Regions from separate parts of the Sus scrofa genome. Here region 2 is linked to region 1. Evidence: chromatin contacts called from public HiChIP or PLAC-seq data. All regions are on one chromosome and are shown on one strand. Each heading gives the region's core, a stretch centred on a gene start, on an enhancer-like site or on the middle of the called end of the contact. The rest is flanking DNA. Distances are from core to core; before and after follow the strand shown.

The links. HiChIP or PLAC-seq counts read pairs in DNA pulled down with a chosen protein or histone mark.
Region 2: an H3K27ac HiChIP or PLAC-seq map of alveolar macrophages shows a contact between it and region 1. The contact joins two enhancer-like sites. A contact is called at or near these places in 2 of 47 Hi-C or Micro-C datasets (alveolar macrophages and embryonic fibroblasts) and 1 of 2 datasets of contacts at active chromatin or transcription factors (alveolar macrophages).

What each region holds. Positions count from the first base shown.
Region 1 is chr17:54,622,159-54,625,106 of Sscrofa11.1, reverse strand. The region is part of intron 1 of ZNF217 (zinc finger protein 217); the gene reads left to right. Among named protein-coding and RNA genes, the nearest start is that of ZNF217, 8.1 kb to the left of the region's middle. Within about 2 kb of position 1,641, at least 23 of the 83 cell types and tissues checked have an H3K27ac peak or open chromatin away from gene starts, as enhancers often do. A contact at or near this core is called in alveolar macrophages, where this site is marked.
Region 2 is chr17:54,775,444-54,778,364 of Sscrofa11.1, reverse strand. No RefSeq gene overlaps it. Among named protein-coding and RNA genes, the nearest start is that of ZNF217, 150 kb to the right of the region's middle. Within about 2 kb of position 1,439, at least 1 of the 83 cell types and tissues checked has an H3K27ac peak or open chromatin away from gene starts, as enhancers often do. A contact at or near this core is called in alveolar macrophages, where this site is marked.

The sequences.
Region 1 (2,948 bases), core at 392-2,891:
AGAGAGTTCTCTTTGCTTGTCAGATTAAGAAAAAAGTAGGATGTGTAAAATTTAGAAGGGAAACCTATAGAAAGCCCGTCAATTTCCTAACCAGATCTTGGAGATAATTTTGAAGTTTAAAGGATACAAACGAATTAGCCAGAGCCTACTAGTTTGTTTAGACTCCATGTTTTAACGATCATTTATTTGGATAACTTGGGTGGTGGTAGGGAGGAACATTGGAGGCATATACTGCAGATAGAATAAATAGAATTTGTGTGTTTTTGACAGATTGTAAGGACCTTGAATACCTTACTGCTCCATACTCTGGTTATAAATATTTCATACCCAGCCATATAAGATAACCCGTTCAGTTGAAGCAGAGATGTGTAGCCTCGAATGGTAACGGTTTGAGTGCCGCCTGACACAAAGAACAGGATTTCCAAGTTGCAGCTGTTGTCAGCAGGATGCTGTTTACTCTGTTTTGTTGGTGCTTTTCACTAAGCATTGTGTCATGGGTAGCGGTTGCTAATTTCCAGGTCTGTAGGTATGACAATTCATGGTGACTTTACTCACAAATGAAAATGTTTTTAAAAAAATAGAAGTGGACTAAAGGCCATCAGACTTAGATTTCATGTAGTTATTGCAGTGTGGTTCCCATTCTTTTCCAAGCTTATGTTGTGGTAAATTGAAAAGTATCTACTTAAGTGATCACAATGTAAATTAAACCCTAGTTCTTCTCTTCAAATATAAGGTTCTGCAGAATAACTTCTTGCTTTGGGTACCTTAGGTGTCTATGGCTGATGGTTAAGTGCTGTCATTAACCTGAGTAAAGGTTAAGAACATTTTTTTTAGACCTTGAAAAACACTCTGGCTGAGTCCCTTTTAACGAGCTCAGTGTGTTCCGAATGCTCACTTTTCTGCAAGCTAAAAGCAGTTGAGACGGGAGGTGTTGGCTTATATCGCCCTTGCCCCCCACCCCCAGTTCTTTGTCAGGACAATCTACTTTATCAGCTCTGCCATCGCCGAGCTGCTGGCGACTGTGTGCCCCCACGCTGCTGCACACACAGAACGCGAAGGTTCTGGGAAGCCTGTGTGCACACACACTCTTCTCGACTGGCATGGTGGTTGGTCGTTAACAGTCGTAATAGGTTAGCATGTCTGTTTGGGGTTAGTTCTGTTATTATTAAAGTCTTTATTATTACAGGCACTCTAAAGATTTTTGATTTTTGTTTAGCAGATTGGTTTTAAGTAATGTGGTTATTGATTTATAGTTTAAGGAAGTGTTTTGCCTGAGTCAAGAGTTGAGGGCATTTGCTCGGAGAGATTTCCCTGGCATGCCTGCATTTTTGTTGTGGGCCTGTAAGGAGAGTGGTTATAAATCCAAATGATACAGTTTTGCTTGTGCTAGTCAACTTTATGGTATGATTGTATATGATTCATTTTTTATTATACTCTTAACATTGCAGAAGACGGTAATTAGATGACAGCCACAGAGAGCCATGGAGAAGTCTTGATGAGCATTCGCATTAATTTAATATCAAGTTATGTTGGTGACTGTGGCCAGAGATTCACACACTCACTACACTGTATTGATTATGTGGTGTCTCTTTATTCACCAGCTGTTTCTTGAGGGCCTAACTGACCCTGTGCCAGAAACCCCTTGTAGACACTGGGGGGCAGCAGTGAGCCAGGCCCACAGGGTTTCTGCCCCAGGGATCTGCCTTTAAAGGAATGGCTCATGATTTTTCTAAGATTCGGGAGAATAGTGAAGCTGTCGTGACCCAGGTAGTCTAGTGCTAGGGCAGTTGGGCACAGGTCATGACTACGAGAATCTGTCCCAGAAGCTTCCCTGGAGGAAGCAGTCCTTCAGTTCTGCCTGGGAGGGTCTTCGTCCCCATCTGACGGCGCCGCAAGACTCCCTAGCCTAGGACATCCTTCCTGCATCTTCAGGCCTCCATCCTGTTCACCTTCCTGGGCAGCACTGAAGCTCTTTCTCCTAGGATTTCCCCACTGTGTCTTGTGTTGGGAGCTGATGACGACTGCCTTAGCCCACATGGTTGAGCGTTTCAGAGATAAAAGTTGAAACCAAACCGTCCCTCTCACACCGGAATTTCTAGTATATGCTGTTACCTCACAGGGAAAATAAGAGGGATGTACCCAAATCATGTTTCTAATCCAGAGACTGAGTTTAGGATTGGTCTTTTGGGGAAAGATTATTTATAGAAAAGTGGAGTTCCCCCATACTTAAAGATGTCACAGCCTAGGCAAATTTCTAAAATAATAATAATAATAAATAGTTCCCTGGTGGCCTAGGGATTAAGGATCTGGTATTTGTGGCACGGGTTTGATCCCTGGCTCAGGGAACTTGGGCATGCCGCAGGTGCAGCCAAAAAAAGGAAAAGTAACAATCACGTTGAAGTCTGATGGGGGACTTTGATTTTGCCAAATTAGGACATTAAAAAAAAAACAACCACCAAAACTCTGCTCTTGCCAGCCACACTTCCCTTTTATAAGAAAGGTATGTTGGCACAAAAAGTAGAAAGGACCTCAAATAAAGGACAGTCTTCATTCAAAATTGAAATTAATTCCTGTAGATTGATGTACTTTGTGTAGAGCTCCTTAAGTTGTTTTTCTCTTTCTCTTTCAGCTGTTGGCCAGTGAAGACAGTGTTGTCAGGGTTTGAGAACTGCTTTTCTGGAGTATGTGTTGTTAAAATGTTACCCAGGACACTGGCACTCAGTAAATATTTGTTGAATGAGTAAACGACTACACAGAAACCTGAATTATCAGCCACATATCCAAATATCATTTAATGTCTTGATGAACATAATCTTGAAATACTCTTTTGAGTATGTGTGTCCATAAATGTAGATTCAACACTGGCACTCTGCAGGTCACCGTATAATTGAACCATCTGCGTTAAGCAGACGGAGAAAGAGGGGGAGGTGGTCGTGACAGCTTTAAGG
Region 2 (2,921 bases), core at 190-2,689, 150 kb before region 1:
ATAATTACAGTATAACAGGAAATCCATTCAATTCTGTAATGATTTATAAATTCACTCATTTTTTGGTATTAGTGCTTTGCCAGTTCCCTTAATGAAAAAGAAGTGCTCTGGAGTTCCCGATGTGGCTCAGAGGTAACGAACCCAACCAGTAAACCGTGAGGACGTGGGTTTGATCCCTGGCCTTGATCAGTGGGTTAAGGATCTGGCTTGGCTGTGGCTGGCGGCTGTAGCTCTGATTAGACCCCTAGCCTGGGAGCTTCCATATGCCGCAGGTGTGGCCCTAAAAAGATAAAAAAAGAAAATAAGTGCCCTGAGAGCAGGGACTCTCCTGCATAGTCCTGGGCACGCGGTAGGCACCTCATAACTCTTTGCTGAACGAATGCCTACATGAAAAGGCACGTTTCCTTGAATCAGCAAGCAACGGAGCAACGCGAACAGAAAGGTTTTCATAAGATCTGAATGGAAAATCCTGAAAGATTCTATTTGCATGGGTTATCTTGAAAGGTCGGGGGAAGTTGGCCGCCTCGCCAAGTCTGAGTGTCAAGGAGCAGCGGCTGGTGGCGATGGCGTGGGCAGTGGCTGCCGTGGCCACCAGTCCGGTCCTCGCCCGGCCGATGCACTCGCTGAGAATTCCTCGGGAGGCCGGCCTCCTTGCCTCCCCCTGGGAGAATCAGAATGTAATAACCCAAGTCCTTTCATTTCGAGCCTGGGTTTATTTGGGTTGGAAGAGAACTTTGAAAACAAACTTAAAATGTGAAATGTAAGACTTCAAGGGGAAACTAAAAATAGCTGAGTGGGATTATTCTTTCCCTGTATTTGCCATTAGCAGCGTTTATACTGGTCAACCTTCGGAGGGAAGGAGGAGGAAACAGGCTTCTCTTCAAAGGAGCGCAGGAGGATTTGCGGTGGCAGATGGCTCCAGATCCTCCACTCTGGCAAACAGCATCTCTAATAACATCTGTGCAGGAAGAATGTTCTCGTCTTCTTACCACGGACCGGGCGGACAGCAGTTTCGAGATGTTTATTTAGTTGTACCTTTTTCACATTTCTCCCACATTTTGCCTGATGAAATATTTCAAGTCTCATTTCAAAGCTCTCACCTGGGCAAAGGGAGGACCTCGGCTGCTGGGTACAGAGCTACTGGCTCTAACCATGGCACAATGATCCCCTCCCACGTCCCGGCTCCCCCGACGTGACGCCCTTGATGTCATGTTCATGATCTTCTTTCTCTCTGACATCAAGTCCATGAGCTCCCTTCTTAAAAAAAAAAAACAGCACTCACATTTTATCAAGGAAGAAATGGGCTCAGCGCCTTGGCCAAGTTTACGCAGCAAGTGGCAGAGCCACGGTTCAGCGTCTGGTGTGTTGGACTCCACATCCTGCATTCTTCAGCGCCGCAGTATATGAGCCTCTGGCGCAATGGAAGTAGTCACAGAAGGGGAACTTTGAACAAACTTCCCTACTCAGCCATCGCATATATATTGAGCGGCCGCCACGTACCAGGCACTGTGTGAGCAGGGAGCTGGATCTAGCAAAGCCCTGGCTCTCGGGGCCTTCCACACTGGTTAAGGAGACAGTCAAGAAGCAAGAGACAGGATGTGCTCTATGAAAAAGAATAAAACGGAGCGAGGAGATGGCGGGGCCGGGCAGGGCCCTGAGCTATAGTTCAGATGGGGTGGTTGGAGAAGCCTTTGTGATGAGGTGATGATTGAGTAGAGACGGAATAAAGGGATGGATGAAACTGAATGACTCTTTGGGAGGAAAGCATTCCAGGCAGAGGGAACAGCACAAGCATGAGGGCCCTGAGGCGGGAGTGTTCTTGCCCTGGTGGAAGAATAGCAGCAAACTGGGAGGAAGTGGGAGAAAATGAAGTCGGAGAGTTATTTCTATCACTCAGAGGTTTATTCACACACACACAAAACATTGATCCATTTATTGGTCTCATCATACAGGAGAATCCATTAGAATGCCCTGGGAGGAAAGGAGCAGAAAATCCAACTCCAGGAGTTCCCTGGTGGCTCAGTGGGTTAAGGATCTGATATTGTCACTGCAGCAGCTTGGGTCACCACAGAGGCACGAGTTTGATCCCCAGCCTGGCACAGTGTGTTAAGGATCCTGCATTGCCACAGCTATGGTATAGGTCGCAGCTATGGCTTGGATTCGATTCCTGGCCCAGGAACTTCCATATGCTGCAGAGGCAGAAAAAAAAAATTTAAAGTAGCTAAACCATAAGGAAAGTTATCATCTCACATTTAAAAAAAAAAAAAAAAAAAAAAAAGGAGTCTGGAAGAACAGTAGCTTCGGCTAACTTAGCAGCTCTATAGCCTCTTAAATAGCATGGATTTTCCTCCTCTCTTCATCATGCCAAGCCCAGCATGTTGGCCTTGAGGTACCTCCCCTCATGTTTGCATTTCACTCCAGCCTTCACATCTTCACAAAACATCTAGAGGCAGAAAAAAAGCTCTTCAGTTCCTCAAGTCTCTCTTTAGGAAGAAGGAACTTCTTCCCCTAGACCCCTTGGCATCCTTTGTCCAAAATGATGTCGCCTTTGGCTCATTGTCCAAAATGATGTCGCCTATCAATACATAACTTAACCATTAGTAAGAGGAAAAAGGTCACCCGGAATAGCTTAAGCTAATCAGAGCCCACCTCCTGGGGCTGCTTCAGATATTCTCAGCAGGATATGGCCACCCTGAGAAGCAAAGGTCTCTTTCAGGGAGGAGGGAATATCAGGGGGTAATTGGTACACAGCACTGGTTGCTCATATATAATTTCTTTTATTTTTTTAATTATTACCATTCTGAGATTATTCAGGGTGCCATTAAGCCCAGCTAAAAGAAGAACTTGATTGGAGTCCCCTTGGGGCCCAGTGGGCTGAGGATCTGGTGTTGTCGCTGTTGGGGCACAAGTTCCATCCCTGG